Linked DNA regions of Mus musculus: regions 2 and 3 are each linked to region 1. Evidence: chromatin contacts called from public HiChIP or PLAC-seq and Micro-C data. All regions are on one chromosome and are shown on one strand. Each heading gives the region's core, a stretch centred on a gene start, on an enhancer-like site or on the middle of the called end of the contact. The rest is flanking DNA. Distances are from core to core; before and after follow the strand shown.

Evidence for each region. Hi-C and Micro-C count contacts between places; a contact is called where the count stands out from the background. HiChIP or PLAC-seq counts read pairs in DNA pulled down with a chosen protein or histone mark.
Region 2: a contact with region 1 is called in a Micro-C map of the G1E-ER4 cell line, with 6 times the contacts expected there. The contact joins the enhancer-like site here to the promoter of Aqp7 in region 1. A contact is called at or near these places in 18 of 39 promoter capture datasets (the 3T3-L1 cell line, 3T3-L1-derived adipocytes, the C10 cell line and 10 more), 1 of 15 datasets of contacts at CTCF or cohesin (embryonic stem cells), 22 of 484 Hi-C or Micro-C datasets (the Ba/F3 cell line, the G1E-ER4 cell line, the HL-1 cell line and 7 more), 6 of 115 datasets of contacts at active chromatin or transcription factors (cardiomyocytes, embryonic basal ganglia, embryonic stem cells and 1 more) and 3 of 9 other capture datasets (adipose tissue, embryonic stem cells and pancreatic islet).
Region 3: a contact with region 1 is called in an H3K27ac HiChIP or PLAC-seq map of embryonic stem cells, with 5 read pairs. The contact joins the promoter of Dcaf12 here to the promoter of Aqp7 in region 1. A contact is called at or near these places in 7 of 39 promoter capture datasets (cranial neural crest, embryonic stem cells, hematopoietic stem and progenitor cells and 4 more), 1 of 484 Hi-C or Micro-C datasets (embryonic stem cells), 5 of 115 datasets of contacts at active chromatin or transcription factors (embryonic basal ganglia, embryonic stem cells, forebrain and 1 more) and 5 of 9 other capture datasets (adipose tissue, embryonic stem cells, liver and 2 more).

Annotation. Positions count from the first base shown.
Region 1 is chr4:41,046,106-41,051,048 of GRCm38.p6, forward strand. Aqp7 (aquaporin 7) reads right to left here and starts at 2,031. Exons shown (of 8, transcript NM_007473.4): 1 at 1,768-2,031; 2 at 279-417. It overlaps Gm25637 (a small nuclear RNA gene), which reads left to right and starts at 4,115; the gene lies at 4,115-4,221.
Region 2 is chr4:40,774,554-40,779,496 of GRCm38.p6, forward strand. It overlaps Gm34213 (a long non-coding RNA gene), which reads left to right. Exons shown (of 3, transcript XR_390479.3): 3 at 1,975-2,223. It also overlaps the pseudogene Psenen-ps. Among named protein-coding and RNA genes, the nearest start is that of Gm34213, 4.0 kb to the left of the region's middle. Within about 2 kb of position 2,103, at least 64 of the 459 cell types and tissues checked have an H3K27ac peak or open chromatin away from gene starts, as enhancers often do. A contact at or near this core is called in the G1E-ER4 cell line, the HL-1 cell line and pancreatic cancer cells, where this site is marked.
Region 3 is chr4:41,312,591-41,317,533 of GRCm38.p6, forward strand. It overlaps Dcaf12 (DDB1 and CUL4 associated factor 12), which reads right to left and starts at 2,311. Exons shown (of 9, transcript NM_026893.3): 1 at 1,898-2,311; 2 at 621-875. The coding sequence starts at 1,975. Gm46891 (predicted gene, 46891) reads left to right here and starts at 1,752. Exons shown (of 2, transcript NR_168697.1): 1 at 1,752-4,312.

The DNA.
Region 1 (4,943 bases), core at 781-3,280:
CTTCCTAAGGAGTCTGACACTTGATAAACTTTTGTTCAATAAAAGCTTTGTTTGATGGATAGACAGATGAAAAAATGAGTTTTAGACACCGGTGTTCGTTAGGTGGTACAGTGCTGGCGTCTGGGGAAGGTGCTGGGTCTCGGGGATGAAGAGGAACAGGACAGGTGTGGCTAGGTGGGCCTTGGGGAAAGAGGGGTGGGGAGACACAAAGCCTAGGTATTTAAGGTATTAGTGCCTAGATGAGAGCCATGGCGGAGAGGGAACATTAAGGACGTTACCCTTGACTTCTGGCTGGAGCCGAGGAGAAGGGGACCCCTGTCTGAGCTGAGACCCACAGGAAGACGAGAGAGGCTGGAGGTGCAGTGCGGAGATGGTAATTTTCACCCGGCGTCGAGTTGCTGGTCTTATGAAGTAGGTCTAAAGCCAAGAAGGGAGACATGGCTGAAAGAGCAAGGTTGCCAATGCAGAGGGAGCCGCTGGGTCCAGTGAGAGGGCACAAAGGGCGAGCATCTGTATTCTCGTGGCACTCAGCAATGAGTTGGATAGGCATGCTTGCCTGAGAGGGCAGTGAGGACTACAGAGGTCTAGAAGGGCACTAGGAATGCATCAGCTGCCACTGCACAGGGAGTGGGACCGGAAGTACAGTTGTCTCGGGAAGCCTGACTGAGGGGCCTCTTTGGAAATGAATGGAAAGGCTGAAGGAGTAGCCATGTGGGTAAATATAGGGAGAGAGCTCCGGGAAAAGGGAAGAACTGTTGAGGGAGTCTGAGCATGTGTACAGAAAGCAACTGAGGACAGCGCACGGCTGGAGAGCCGGGAGAGCAAGACTTGGAGCGGAGGCTTGAGGAGGTAAAGAGATCAGGACCCTGACTAGTGCAGACTCTGTCATCACCAAGAGTCAAAGGCGATGGATTTGGGTCAGCTAGTTGCCATTTACACGGGGCAGACAGAGCCTGCTCACCAGCCCTGTATCCTCAATCCAGATCTTCAGAGCGTCCCTTAACCTGATATCGGCCATTGTTTTCTGAGTTTTAGACTCTGTGGTACTGGAGAGGAACCACCTAGGGCTGAGTGAGAGATTCAGAACTTGGAGAGAAGCAATCAGGACAGCGCTATCCCAAACCCAGGCAAGCTGGAGGGAGGAGGGAAGAGGGAGGAAGGTGAGAATGCCTCAAGCAATGTGAAAGTGTCCTACCCCCCCCCTCTACTCATGCTACCCCAGAAACCTGGACCTCAAGACCGGGGCTCCTCAAAAGCCCTCTTGGCCTCCCCAAGTCTGCCATCTACTTAGCTTTGGATAACTAACGTTGTGCTAAAGTTGACTCTCCCACCTCTCTGAAACTTACCCTCTAGTCCATCCTCCTCTTAGACTGCCAGGGTAACTCCTGACAGTTGCCCCCAGACAGGCGCTACCCGATTTTCTCTGGATGAAGCATCAATTTATATCCCTAACCTTAAAGTGCCTGAGGAAGATGCCATCAGCAGACCCATCTCTGACCTGCCTCACTTCTGCCCAGTCTGTTTGCTCTCCTCTCCTCCCTCCACGGTGCAGCCCAATGCACCCTCCCACCCTCTGCTCCACTCAGCAGCTATGATCCTGCCACATCCAAGTGACAGCCAATCTGTCCGTGTCACACGGCCACACAGGGCTGAACCAGGACAGAGAGTCATACTCCAACTCCTGGTGAACTTTCTTTCCCAAACACCCCCTGCTGGGCTTGCCCCAAGGAGGCTCCCCTGTCCCAGACTACCCGCAGCCCCGCTCACTCTCTGAAGTGCTCTGTGTCTTTCAGCCTCCGTCTCACAGCTGGTCTTGATTCCGTTTCTCTATCAGGGAGGCAGACTCAAGCTGCAACTGAACTGTAGCTCTGCGGTCTCCGAGTCCTCACTTGAGCCTGCCTCTGGGCCCTCCCCAGGGTGGCTGTGAGTTCTGTTGTGCTTCTCCAGGGGAGAGGTCAGTAGGGCAGGGGTTTGGCCCATGCCACTTAAGCCAAGTCCATACACACTGCCCAAAATAGCATCTCTGTTCTTACCAGTAGCACCATGGAGACTGAGTTCTGAGGCAGCCCTTGTGAGGTCAGAGGTGGAGTTCCAGGTGTGAATTCTGGGCCTCATAGTCCCAGAGGAAAGGCCAGTACTACATGCCAAGTGTCTGGCTTATCTCTAAGACCAGAGCCAGAGGTAGCCTGCAGAAGGCCACAGAGGTTCCTGAGACCCAGGCTATAGAGAAAGCTGTGTAGATGGAGATGTACATAGAAGTTTCCAGAAAGTAACAGAAAGGTGGAAGAGGTGGAAGGACTGGAAAAACAATTCTGGGTCAGTCCTCAGAGAGCCCTCCACCTGAAGCAGAGGGAGGAGAGTTAGGCCCTCTCCTCAGGGGTCCCCATCTGGGAGAAGAGGAAAAAAGCCAGACCTGGTTTCCTGCGGCCCCCATTCCAGGTCCTGTCTTCTGGACACTGCCTATCTTAGGAAAAGTATGCCCAAGGCTCTATGAGAAAAACCAGGCTAGCCCAGCACGGGGCTGTTGGCTCAAGGCAGCCGTGGGATCTCAACTATGGGGGTGAGGTCAGAGGGAGCTGAAGACCACCTGCAGCCAAATGGTTTGTCTGGGTTCAGGGGCCCGGTGGGGCCAGGAAGAACAGGCAGGCATGCACGTGTCAGCAGGGGCTGCAGTGCCAAAGCATGAGGGTGGGTGCCTGTCATCGAGAGGTGGGTGATAGGCAGGAAGCCCAGGGAGACGCACACAGTACCTCGATGGGAGAAGTTATAAGATGTGGTTGTCCAAAAGCCTTGTATGGGAGTGAGACTGTCTTCTAGAGATCACTGAACAGGGTGTCTGTAGCCTGCACCCATGAGGCAGAGACAAGAGGAATACAAGTTTGAGCATAGCCTGAACTGCCTAGAAAACTCAGGCCATCACTACACAGAAATCCCACCATTGGAAAGCAGGGGAAATGAGGTCAGACTGGTCTACAGAGTGAGTCCCAGGCCAGACAATGCTCTACAGTCAGAGTCTGACTCAGAGACGAGAGTCACATGCCTACAACCGGGAGTTCAAGGTCATTCTCCACTACATAGTAAGTTTAGACTAGACAGCCTGGGCTATGGCTATATGAAACCCCAGCTTTATTTTATTTCAAGGTAGGGTTTTTGTTGGTTTGTTTCTTTGTTTAGTCCTAGCTGTCCCTGGAACTCACTTTGTAAAGAACCCTGGCCTCAAAGTCAGAGGCCAGCCTCTGGAGCTGCCTCTCTGCCTCTGGAGCACTGAGCTTGAAAGGCGTGGCCACCACCCTGCAGAGGCCTGTTCTCACACACACACACACACACACACACACACACACACCCCACACACACACACCTCCATTCAAGTGAAACCACTATTGCTGTCACTAAACAATTTCAGGGAGTCGCCAGTATGGGCAGACTTAAGAAAAGTAGCTTAGGGGCTGGAGAGGTGGCTCAGAGGTTAAGAGCACTGACTGCTCTTCCAGAGGTCCTGAGTTCAAGTCCCAACAACCACATGGTAGCTCACAACCATCTGTAATGAGATCTGATGCCCTCTTCTGGTGTGTCTGAAAACAGCTACAGTGTACTTGTAATAAATAAATAAATAAATAAATAAATAAATAAATATTTAAAAAAGAAAAGTAGCTTAGTTTATAAAAAGTTTGCCCAGTATGAGAGCACCGTATTAAAAGAATGGACGCCGGGCATGGTGGTGCACGCCTTTAATTCCAGCACTTAGGAGGCAGAGGCAAGAGAATTTCTAAGTTCCAGCCTGGTCTACAGAGTGAGTTCCAGGACAGCCAGGGCTACACAGAGAAACCCTGTCTCAAAAAAAGAAGAGAAGAAGAAGAAGAAGAAGAAGAAGAAGAAGAAGAAGAAGAAGAAGAAGAAGAAGAAGAAACCAACAAAAAACTAAAAGAATGGGCAGAGCGGTTCACTGGCTGGGCTATGGTGGTTGCACACCTTTAAGCCCAGCACTTGGGAGGCAGAAGCAGGTGGATCTCTGAGTTTGAGGCCAATCTGGTCCACAAAGTGAGTTTCAGGACAGTCAGAGCTCCACAAAGAAATTCTAATCTTGAAAAAATAAATAAATTTTAAAAAGAAAGAGGTGCTCACTCCCCTTGGCAGCACATATTCCGAAATTGGAACAAACACAGAGAAGTCTAGTGTGGTCCCTGCACAAGGATGACATAAATTTAAGTGTTCCATATTTTGTTGTAAATTTTGTTTTAATTGAGCTTTGGTACAGTTCCTTTTAATGTTCTGGAGACTGGACATGTGTTGGGAAGTAAAACTAACCCAGAACTATGGGGAGGGGGAGGGGAGGGGAGGGGAAGGGGAGGGGAGGGGGAGGGGAGGGGGAGGGGAGAGGGAGGGGAGAGGGAGAGAGAGAGGAGAGAGGAGAGAGGAGAGAGGAGAGAGAAGGAAAAAGGAAAAAGGAAAAGCCAGGATTACACAGAGAAACCCTGTCTCGAAAAAACAAAAAAGAAAAAAAAGAAGAGGAGAGAAGAGATGAGACAAGAGAGAAGAGAAGAGAGAAGAGAAGAGAAGAGAAGAAAGAAAAGAGAAAAGAAAAGAAAAGAAAAGAAAAGAGAAAAGAAAAGAAAGAAAAGAAAAGAAAAGAAAAGAAAAGAAAAGAAAAGAAAAGAAAGAAAAGAAAAAAGAAAGAAAAGAAAAAAGAAAGAAAAGAAAAGAAAAAACAATGGCGCCAGAGCACAGAATAAAGAGGAAACTTTGTCCTCTAGAGGGCGCCAGAGACCGGGCCATGTCTGGAACTTTCCTAGTCGTCCACATCCTTCTGCCAAAACAACCCTTCCAGAGCTCGTGATTGTAGCCAGAGCAGCTAAAGGTTCTGGCTCGCTCCGTAGCAGACACTAAGCGGGTTCAGACTGCTGCATTTCTTCCAGGAAAGGAGAGTTGCACCCTGAAAAAGAGGG
Region 2 (4,943 bases), core at 853-3,352, 270 kb before region 1:
GAGACACTGCTTGTGAATTCGTTGTGATTTCAAACTTCACAGCGGTCCCAACCCGTTGGCTAAGTGGTGTGGACACAGACCCAAGAACGGATGAGCTACAAGCTGACCAGCACTGGCTCACAAACCCTTCTGTTTTTCAGGCATTGGAAGCTGGGGGGTGGGTGGGAGTGGTAGGGTGGAGAGGGGGACACAGCAAGGGACTTGGGAACAGGTGCTGAGGTGTAAGGCACCTTGAGGAAGAGGAGGAGAAAGCCTGTGAGGGCTCCGGAGGAGAGGACACATGATAGAGGCATATCTGAGGGCGAGCCTTGGCTCCTCCTTGCTGCCCAAAACACCGGAACCTAGTGAACTCTAGGGAACTTCACTTTCCAGGCCTGGAAGAGCTCCTCTGCTAGCACTGCACAACTTAAATTCCAGCGCTCGGGTGGATCTCTGTGATCCTGGTCTACAGAGAGAGTCTTAGGGCAGCTGCATAGTGAGACTCTGTCTCAGAAAAACCCATACCAGCCAAACCAAAGCCCAACCCCCAGTGCCTATTCTTTTTTTTTTTTTTTTTTTTTTTTTTTTTTTTTTTTTTTTAAGTTAGGGTCCTTTATTGGGGCAGATGGGAAATGAGAAACAGATGTCTTCAGGGTCTGAGGGAAAGCCTAGAGCAGAGAAGCCTTCATCCTGGGAGAAAGAACAGATCAGCAGCTTATGAAGTTGTTAGGGAGTGCCCAGGGGAATGGTGAAGGAGAGGTAGTCCCCAAGAGCGCCCCAGCGGGGCCGGTAGATCTGGAAGATGGTGATCCAGGTGGCGAGAATGATCACCCAGAAGAGGAAGCCCACAGCTGAGCGCCAAACATAGCCTTTGATTTGGCTCTGCTCTGTGTAGGCTGGGGCGAGGAACGCCTCTCTGAAGAACCAGAAAATGTTGACTAACCAAAGAAAAGGCAGGAACGCAAATCCACCAAGATAGTACTTCCGGCACAGGTTCAACTTCTCCTCATTGGATACCCGCTCCAAGTTCATAGTTGCGCTGGAGCCCGGTGGTCCTAAGGGTCTGCAGAGCAAGACCCAAATGACAGGCGCAAGATCACGAGCAACCACGCCCCAGTGCGGTTTATCCCTTCTGCCTGGATTCCTTTGCGGGAGATTTGCGGGAGATGCCGCAGTTTTCAGTGGAGTTTGTTGTCGATTTTGTTTTTCTTCTCCTGCCCAGCCCCCCCACCCCCTCCGCTCCCCAGTGCCTATTCTTGGAGTTTGGTCCCTTCTATCTCTTTCTGCTAGTCCTATTTGTACCCTCTGATTACCTTCCTCCCATCGTCTGCCTTCCAGGAGGCTCTTGCTTCCGAAGGAACCTAACCAGTCACTATGCACCACTGCTTGCCTGTGAGCTGCAGCACTGAGAGCGGCTGAACTGGGAATTCCAGGGTGTGCTGTTAGGAGCTCTCATCATTCCTGAGAGTCAGGTGGTGGGGGTGCAGGCCTTTAATCCCAGTGCTCAGGAGTCAGAGGCAGGCAGGTCTCTGGGAGTTTGAGGCCAACCTGGTCTTGTGCTGTGAGTTCTAGGATAGCCAGGGCAACTGTCTGAAAAATTAAAAATGAAATAAGTTTTCTGAGGATCAAATGAATTATTATTACATGTAAAACATGTTAACCATATCTGGCACATCTAGCACTGAAAAAGAATGTGCCATAGTTATCATTTAAAGCTGTGGAGATAGCTCAGCACTTACAAGCACCCGTGGCTCTTCCAGAGGACCCAGGTGTGATTGCCAGCTCCCACATAGCAACTCGCAACCATCTGTAACCATCAGGCCTCAGGAGATCTGATGCCTCCGACCTCCTGGGCACCTACATTCATATCCACATGTCTAAGGGTTTTTGGTGCTATGAAGAGACACCATGACCATGGCAAACCTTATAAAGGAAAATATTTAATTGGGGCTGGCTTACAGGTTCGGAAGTTTAGTGTATTATTTGTCATAGCAGGAAGCATGCCAGCATGTGGACAGACATGGTGCTGGAGAGGTAGCTGAGAGTTCTACATCTGGATTAGCAGGCAGCAGCAAGAGACTGTGAGTCATGAGCCCAGCTTGAGCTTCTGAACCCTCAAAGCCCATCCCCCCGGGCACACTTCCTCCAACAAGACCACGCCTCCTAATCTTTTCAAATAAAGTCACACTCCCTATGAACATGTGAGAGCCATTTTCATTCAATTAACACACACCTGTACGTGGTTTTAAGACATAATTGTTTTCAATTTTTAAGATGCTGTCAAAGTCTTCCTGCAGTTTCTATTTCTTCTTCTTTTTTTTTGTTCGTTTGTTTGTTTTACGAGACAGGGTTTCTCTGTGTAGCCCTGACTGTCCTGGAACTCACTCTGTAGACCAGGCTGGCCTCGAACTCAGAAATCCACCTGCCTCTGCCTCCCAAGTGCTGGGATTAAAGGCATGTGCCACCACTGCCCGGCCTCAGTTTCTATTTCTTAACACAAAGAGGAAATGAGCACTGTAGGTTCAAACGAGGTCTAAACTGGTCAGTCTGGAGTAAGGGAACACTGTCCTTGTTAACAATCCCAGCTCTCACCAATGAGCTTGCACGCTGTTCCTGTGTCTGCAGGTGGTGGCTGGTTGGTCATCCCATGACCTTCTCCCTTGTCTTAGCCCCCCCTCCCCCAAAACACAATGTGTGGCCCACTGGCCCACTCAGCCTCTGTGATACTAAAGCCACATGAAAAGGTTCTTGCCACAGGCTGGGACTGGAATGTGAGGGTTGTTACCCCACCACTGACTTGCTGGCATTTGTGGCTTCCTGAGGCTTCCCTCTGCTATCCTTTGATCTGGGATCTGAACAAACAAAACCAGGGCACCCGAGCACAGCAGCTTCCTGTACTTTCTCTACAGGGATTTCCCAGAGCTGTCTTTTAAATGGCATCTTTGGCCCTCCTTTCCCAAATTATTTTCTTACAATCTCAAGGAGCTCTGGGGCACAAAATTAGTTCTCAGTCTACACATTTCAGATTTCTCCTTTTCCTTTGGCTAGATGAGGGGAGATTCTGCCCTCATTCCCACTATCCTGCCCAAAGTCTCCGTTTCTCCAATTGCCATGGTAGGTTTGGGGAAGTCCTCTGGCAAGCTCATTGTCAGCAGCAGTGGGGAGACACATAGTCCACGCCTATTGAGTTCTTCTGCAGCCTCAACTCAAATGAAACTGGGTTGGTTTTTTATGTGTTTTGTAAAGACTAGGATGTGTTTTGTAGAGTCAGGGATATGTTTTGTAGAGCGAGGAATGGTGCGGTGGGAGAGGATACCTCAGCAGGCCCATGGGTCTAGTATAGAATAGAGATTATTTGGGGACATGGGAAGGGGAGTTGAGAAGGGAGTAGAGGCAGAGAGAGGGAGGAGACAGAGAAGGAGAGGAGACAAAGGAGAGGGAGAAGGGGAGAGGGAGGGAGGGGGAAGAGAGAAGGTGTGGGAGGTAAGAGAGAAAAGAGAGTCAGAGAATCAGAGGGAGTGAAGGGAAGCCAAACTGTCCCTTTTATAGTGAGTCAGGCCTACCTGGCTGTTGCTAGGTAACTGTTGGGCAGAGCGTAGAAGGAATGCCAACAGTTTTGGTTGAGTTTTATTTTGTTGGATTGTTTTTGTTTGTTGGGTGGTTTGGTTTTTTACCGTAGAGATTTTCAGAATGAGTCAGTATGAAGCAAAGTTGGATTTATTAAAAAGAGATAAAAAATTAGGACAGTATGGACTTAAATCTGAAGTACAGGCAGAAAAAGAGATGGGGAGGGGGCTTGAGTCTCTCAAGCATAGCTAATACATGTGTCTTGTGGCTTTTTCCTTTATTGGAAACACCATCGTGTGTATCTCAGGCTGGACTCAAAATGCTATGGAACCACAGATAATGTTAAACTCCTCATCCCCCAGCCTCACCCTCCTCCTGAGTGCCGGAACTACAGAGAAGCTCTCCCACCCCGGGGCAGGCAGTGCTTGGGACTGAACCCAGACTGCATGCTAGGCAAGCCCTCTGGCAACTGAGCTGGATCCCCGGTCCAGTCTTGTAGCGTTTCAAGTTACATTTTTCTTTTTTTTTTTTTTTCTTTTCTTTTTAAAAAAGATTTATTTATTTATTTAATGTATATGAGTACACTGTAGCTGTACTAATGGTTCTGAGCCATCATGTGGTTGGGAATTTGAATTCAGGACCTCTGCTCACTCCGGTCAGCCCCACTCACTCTGGCCCAAAGATTTATTTATTATTATACATAAGTACACGGTAGCTGTCTTGAGACACACCAGAAGAGGGCGCCAGATCTCATTAGAGACCAGTCGCGCTCTTACCTGCTGAGCCATCGTTCCAGCCCCAAGTTACATTTTTCAAAGGATGTAATTTATAAGCAGGTTCAAAGATTAGGTAAAGCTTAAAATTTTAAGTGCCAAAGTGATGGCTCAGCTGGCAAAGATGCTTGCCACTTTCCTGACAATACTACTTCTATGCTTTGGGCTCACATGATGGAAGAAGGGAGGCTCCAGAGAGTTGCTCTCTGACCTCTGTGAGTACATGCACACACACACACACACACACACACACACACACACACACAAATACAAATTTCAGAAAATATTGAATTGCTGGGTGGGGGTGGGGGTGCATGCCTTTAATCCCAGCGCTCAGGAAGGCAGAGGCAGGAGGATGTCTGAAAGTCAGAGGCCAGCCTGGTCTACAGCATGAGTTGCAGGACAGCCAGAGCTACACAGAAACCCTGTCTTAAAAAATCAAAAAGAAGAGGAAAGAGAAAGGGGGCTAGGGGTGAGGTCGAGGAAGAGGAAGATGAAGAGGGAAGAAGGAAGAAGAAAAGGAGAAGGAGGAAGAGGAGGAGAAAATGTTTAAACACATTTTCTTATTTTTATTTTTTATTTTTTGTTTTTTTGAGACAGGGTTTCTCTGTGTAGCCCGGGCTG
Region 3 (4,943 bases), core at 1,061-3,560, 270 kb after region 1:
ACACAGCAATGAAACGGTCACTACCGTGTACCCTAAATGATGCTCTGACATCAATTTCTCTTTGAGGCCTCTTATCTAAAACACTAGAAGCAGCAGCATACAGAGTCAGGGGACCTAAAACACATGTTCATTTGAAGGGGTCGGGAGACTCAGAAGTGAGAAAAGAAGCAGAAAAAGAGGACAAGGTCACCAATGAAGGAGGAGGGAGAGAGGGAAGCTGATGGGAGCACGTTTCCCTCAAGAGCCCAGACCCACACTACAGTTTACTCATTCCTTGAGCACTTCTTTGTCCTAACACTTCTAATTAAAAATCTCTTAATAAACTCCAACTCTGCTTACAAAAAAAAAAAAAAAAAAAAAAAGGCAAACAAACGGGGAAAGACGAACAGTGAAAGGTGCTAGAGTAAACCAAGTCCCACATCTCAGACCTAAGAAAAAGGAAGCACAGCCCACACCGCTGAGCTCTGGGAGGCAGAGACAGGCAGATAGATAGTTCGAGGCCAGCCTGGTCTATGGAGTGAGTTCCAGGACAGCCAGGTCTTCACAGAAAAACCCTGGTCTCAACCAAACCAAACCGCAGCAGCAACAAAAGGAAGACAAAGAGCACTCCTGATACTTACTGTGTTGCATTTCGTGCCACACACCACTTGCCTATGATTCAACCACTGAGAAGCAAACACTTTATTAAGGGTCCCGAGGTGAAATTCTCTCTCCTTGAGGAGACTGGGAAGCTGTTGTGCTGCATAACCATGTAACAGGCGAGAGTAGCTGGTCTCATTCTGGAGCCTGACTTCGCGGTTCTTCAGGTAGTACACTAGGGATCTCTTCACTGGGGGGAGTCTTTTCCTTTTGTGCAGCGAATGATCCCAGCCAAACTGTGAAAGCCAACATCAGAAATCAGGGGTTTGGCCACTTTTCCTTCAGACAAGAAGTCTGACCGTTTTATAAAAGAACCAACACGAATTCGTCCTTCGGGATTTACACAATCAAACATTTAACAGAAGATTTGTAATCCAGAAAGTACAGTTTAACTCGGCTAGCACTGAAATAAGGCTCTCATAATGAAGACTACTTAGAAAATGGATAAACAGGGCAAAAAAAAGTTAACTAAACCTTTGAGGAAAGTGGAGGGCTCAGAAATAACATATACCCAGGTGTCCTTGATAGTTACGAAATGAAGTCCATATTACAGAACCCACCTGGGCTGCACTTCTACCCAGCCCCCTTCTCCCTCTCCGCCTGTGCACCCCGTAGAGCATAAAGAGTATAGCTCAAAGAGCCAGACTGGGGTCTCGGATCTTCCAGGGATGTACAGTCAATGGCCGCTCATCTGACTCCGCGCGACTTGCGCTGCGGGCAGTTTTAGAATTCGAAAAATCAAATACCAACGGGGTAACCTGCGTCGGAATCCCAAGTCCAAGAGGCCTTCCTCTCCAAAGGGGGCAATATAGAGATGACACCTGGTGTTTCTTCTAGATGTCTAAAGAGCCAAAGGGGCCTGCACCCAGTTTAGGAGATGGTTTCCTTGATAAGAGACCATCGGCCCTTATTCCTAGTGCCACTGGAAGGTCCACTTCAATCTCCTTCCCAGTAACTTCGGAAGGTCGGTCTTACTTCCGATTCCCCTTGTCTTCATTTTCTCCTCCCTCCAGGAACGAGGAGGTCCTGAAGCTCTCTATCCCTAGCTGCTGACTTCCAGCGGAAGGCGTCATTTTGTAGTTTTCTTTTGGCTCCTCACCCTTCCGGCCCGCCTGCTCGCCAGTACACTGCAGAAGGACCGGTCACTGCTCTACAGTCCCGGCTCCGGTTCTCGTCCCGCCCTGGCCCCAGGTTCCTGAACCCAGCTGGAACGCCCTAAGCCCCTGCTAGGTGATGACCCAGACCTGTGAGCCCTCACCTGCGGGCCCTGAGCGTCGCTCCCGGCTCCTGGCGAGGCAGACGCTTTCCGCTTCCTGCTAACTGCTTTCCGGGCCATAGTGGGCAGCGCCGCCGTGGCCCCGCAGCCACATGAGGCGGAGAAGGCAAGGGGCGGCAGGGCGACGGGTCATGAACCGGGCCCTGGGGCCGCGCGCTTTCGAGCGCCCGGCCCGGAAAATGGCTCGGATCCCGGGCAGCAGTCGATCAAAATGAGGCGCGTAAATGGAAGAAGGGAAAATCCGGGTTGGGAAAGGGGAAGGGGAAGGGAAGGGGAAGGAAAAGCAGGAACAAGCAGCTTTCCTACCGCCGTGTCTGGAAAGGACGGCGAGCGGCGAGAACCAAAACACCCCCCTCCCACTCGCCCGCGCCCCGTCACTCCTGCGCAGCCGCACATAGCAGCACGTCGCCACGGAGACACCGCCCAGACCAGCAGGGCGGGACTTAAGCGCAGCAAGGAGAATTGATGTCCTCGGAGAACTTCCGCTTGCCTCTTGCCAATGGCGGTTAAGCTGTGGCCAAAGGAATCCAGCCTTCTGTCGGGACATTTCCGACCTCAGCCAGCTCATCCTCTGGCATGCGGAAGTAAGCATGAGCTGCCTGGCTGCGGGACCAATCTTGAACCTGTAACCATCATGGTAGGATTAAAGATATTCTAGACACCCTGATTGCCAGATTGCAATCAGACTATTAAAACACTGGACTCTAAGAAATTGCAGTTTTCCTGGGAGAAGGAAAGGACAAGGGCACAGATGCCAGCCAATAGAGGAACTTGACTCCAGGAAAGATAGATCACAGTTGGGAAAACTTGTCAGACTACCTTCCCAGAGAAACTGGGCGAACAGATGATGGATGCGACCACACCTTGCCGACGACTGCTTACTTAAGCATAGCTGTTGCCTTTAAGCCTAAACAAACCACACGTCAGCCCCTAAGATGGACTAGGATAAGAGAATGTCCCGTCGTTGTTCTTTCCAATGAGACCGAGTTAACACCTTTCTTCAAGTTTCCCCTTACACTTTGTCTTTTAGTTGGCCTGTTGAGAATGAGTTAAGGCTGCTAGGGCCCAGGTTCTGACCCTTCCTTATACCTCAGAAGACGTTTCTTAATCCTGTAACTAGTAGCCTCACATTTAGCACTTTCCCCCAACATTCTCACAAACTGTCAATGGGCACAAAAGATTAGACACTTTAAGGAAGGCAGAGAACCCCACATCACACTCCTTCAAGATGGATTCAGGGTAGGAAGGCAGCAGTATGGTCAGATTTTTGCCACATCAAAGTACCAGAGCTAACGCAGGCTGCCTCACATGCCTGTTGGCACAGGTCTCCCCACACATACGGAGTCCCCAGATTCCATTCTCCACTTCTTTACTCTCCAGCTCCCTGTCTATTTTGACTCCTGTCTAAACCTCAAGTCACTTTTCCCCTTCTTTTATTTATTCCTTTTCTTTCTTTCCTTTTTTTTTTGAGACAGGGTTTCAGTGTATAGTCTTGGCTGGTCTGGAACGCAGCATGTTATATAAATCAATCTGGCCTCAAAAGTTATAGAGCTCCACATGCCTCTGCCTCCCCAGAGCTGAGTTAAAGGTGTGTGCAACCACATCTAATAAGTCACTTTCTTTCATAAAATGCCACCCTTTTTAGGTCTGCAAGGTCAAAGTCACACTGTCCTTGTGCTTCAGCAAATAGACCCATCGCTGTAATTCATGCCATTGCCTGCCTTTCTCTCGGAGCCCAGCCTTGATCTCCATTAAGGAGTGAAATCTTGAACCACAGAAAAGAGAGTGGTCATTTTTGGCATGTCCGGTTTGGACTGGCACCAGTCACCAAACAAAGCGGGATCACCCTTGCCTCCATTTTCCGAAGATCCTGAAGGAATGTGAGTGCCAGCTTCCACTTTCCTCAGGCAAAGAAACCCTTGGAGGAAGCAGGATGTTCTTGCTTGAGACTGACTGGCCTCAGGCTGTGGTGCCCAGTTACCTGCTGGTCCCTTCAGCTTCAGGCCTCATACCTCCAGGGAACTGTGTTGGCCCATCTGCCGTTCTGCCTACAAGAAGATTTGATTTGTTTTCCAGGTTGAAATGATGTGCCACCACCCCAGATCAGCACTGCAACTAACCCCTAATACTACCTTGGGAGAGGCAGCCCCATCTTTCCTGATTAGGCTTGTGTCTTCGGAGATTAACACATTGTGAGCGGGCAGGACTGTGGCAGCCCTCCCTTTCTGAGTCTGTTCTGGTTCTGTCTTGCCTCACAATGCTCTAGATGACCCAGTCGTTCACTGGACAAGAGTTTGGAACCCTTTGAGGATCTCCAGGCTCAGGCTGAGTGGGGCTGGACTCCTGGCATCCTCAGTCCATGTCAGGACACACAGGACACTGGTGCAGCTTCATTCTGTAAGTTGTCCTGCACACTGACATCCCAGGATTATCCTCAGATCCACACGCCAGATCATCTCTGTGGAAATGGAGTAAAGGTCCACTTGGAGGACTGAAAGTTCACCTTCCAGCTTTGTGTGTGTGTATATGTGTGTGTGCTGGGGGCTCAGACTCAAGGCCTTTTCTTTTCTTTTCTTTTCTTTTTTTTTTTTTTTTTTTTTTTTTTTGAGACAGGGTTTCTCTGTGAAGCCCTGGCTGGCCTTGAACTCAGAAATCTGCCTGCCTCTGCCTCCCAAGTGCTGGGATTAAAGGCGTGCACCACCACTGCCCTGCTTCAAGGCCTTTCTTTTGCTAAGCAAGTTCTTTACCACTCTGCTATGCCTTCAGCCATACAATAATTTTAAGTGTTACTGATCAAACCTAAGTTTTCTTGCATGGAAAATGCTAGCACTGAGCTATATATAGCCCCGACTCTTTTTTTTTTTAAAGATTTATTTTATGTATGAGTATACTGTTGCTCTCTTCAAACACACTAGGAGAGGGCACCAGATCCCATTACAGATGGTTGTGCAGAATTGAACTGAGTTGCTGGGAATTGAACTCAGAACCTCTGGAAGAGCAGTCAGTGCTCTTAACCACTGAGCCATCT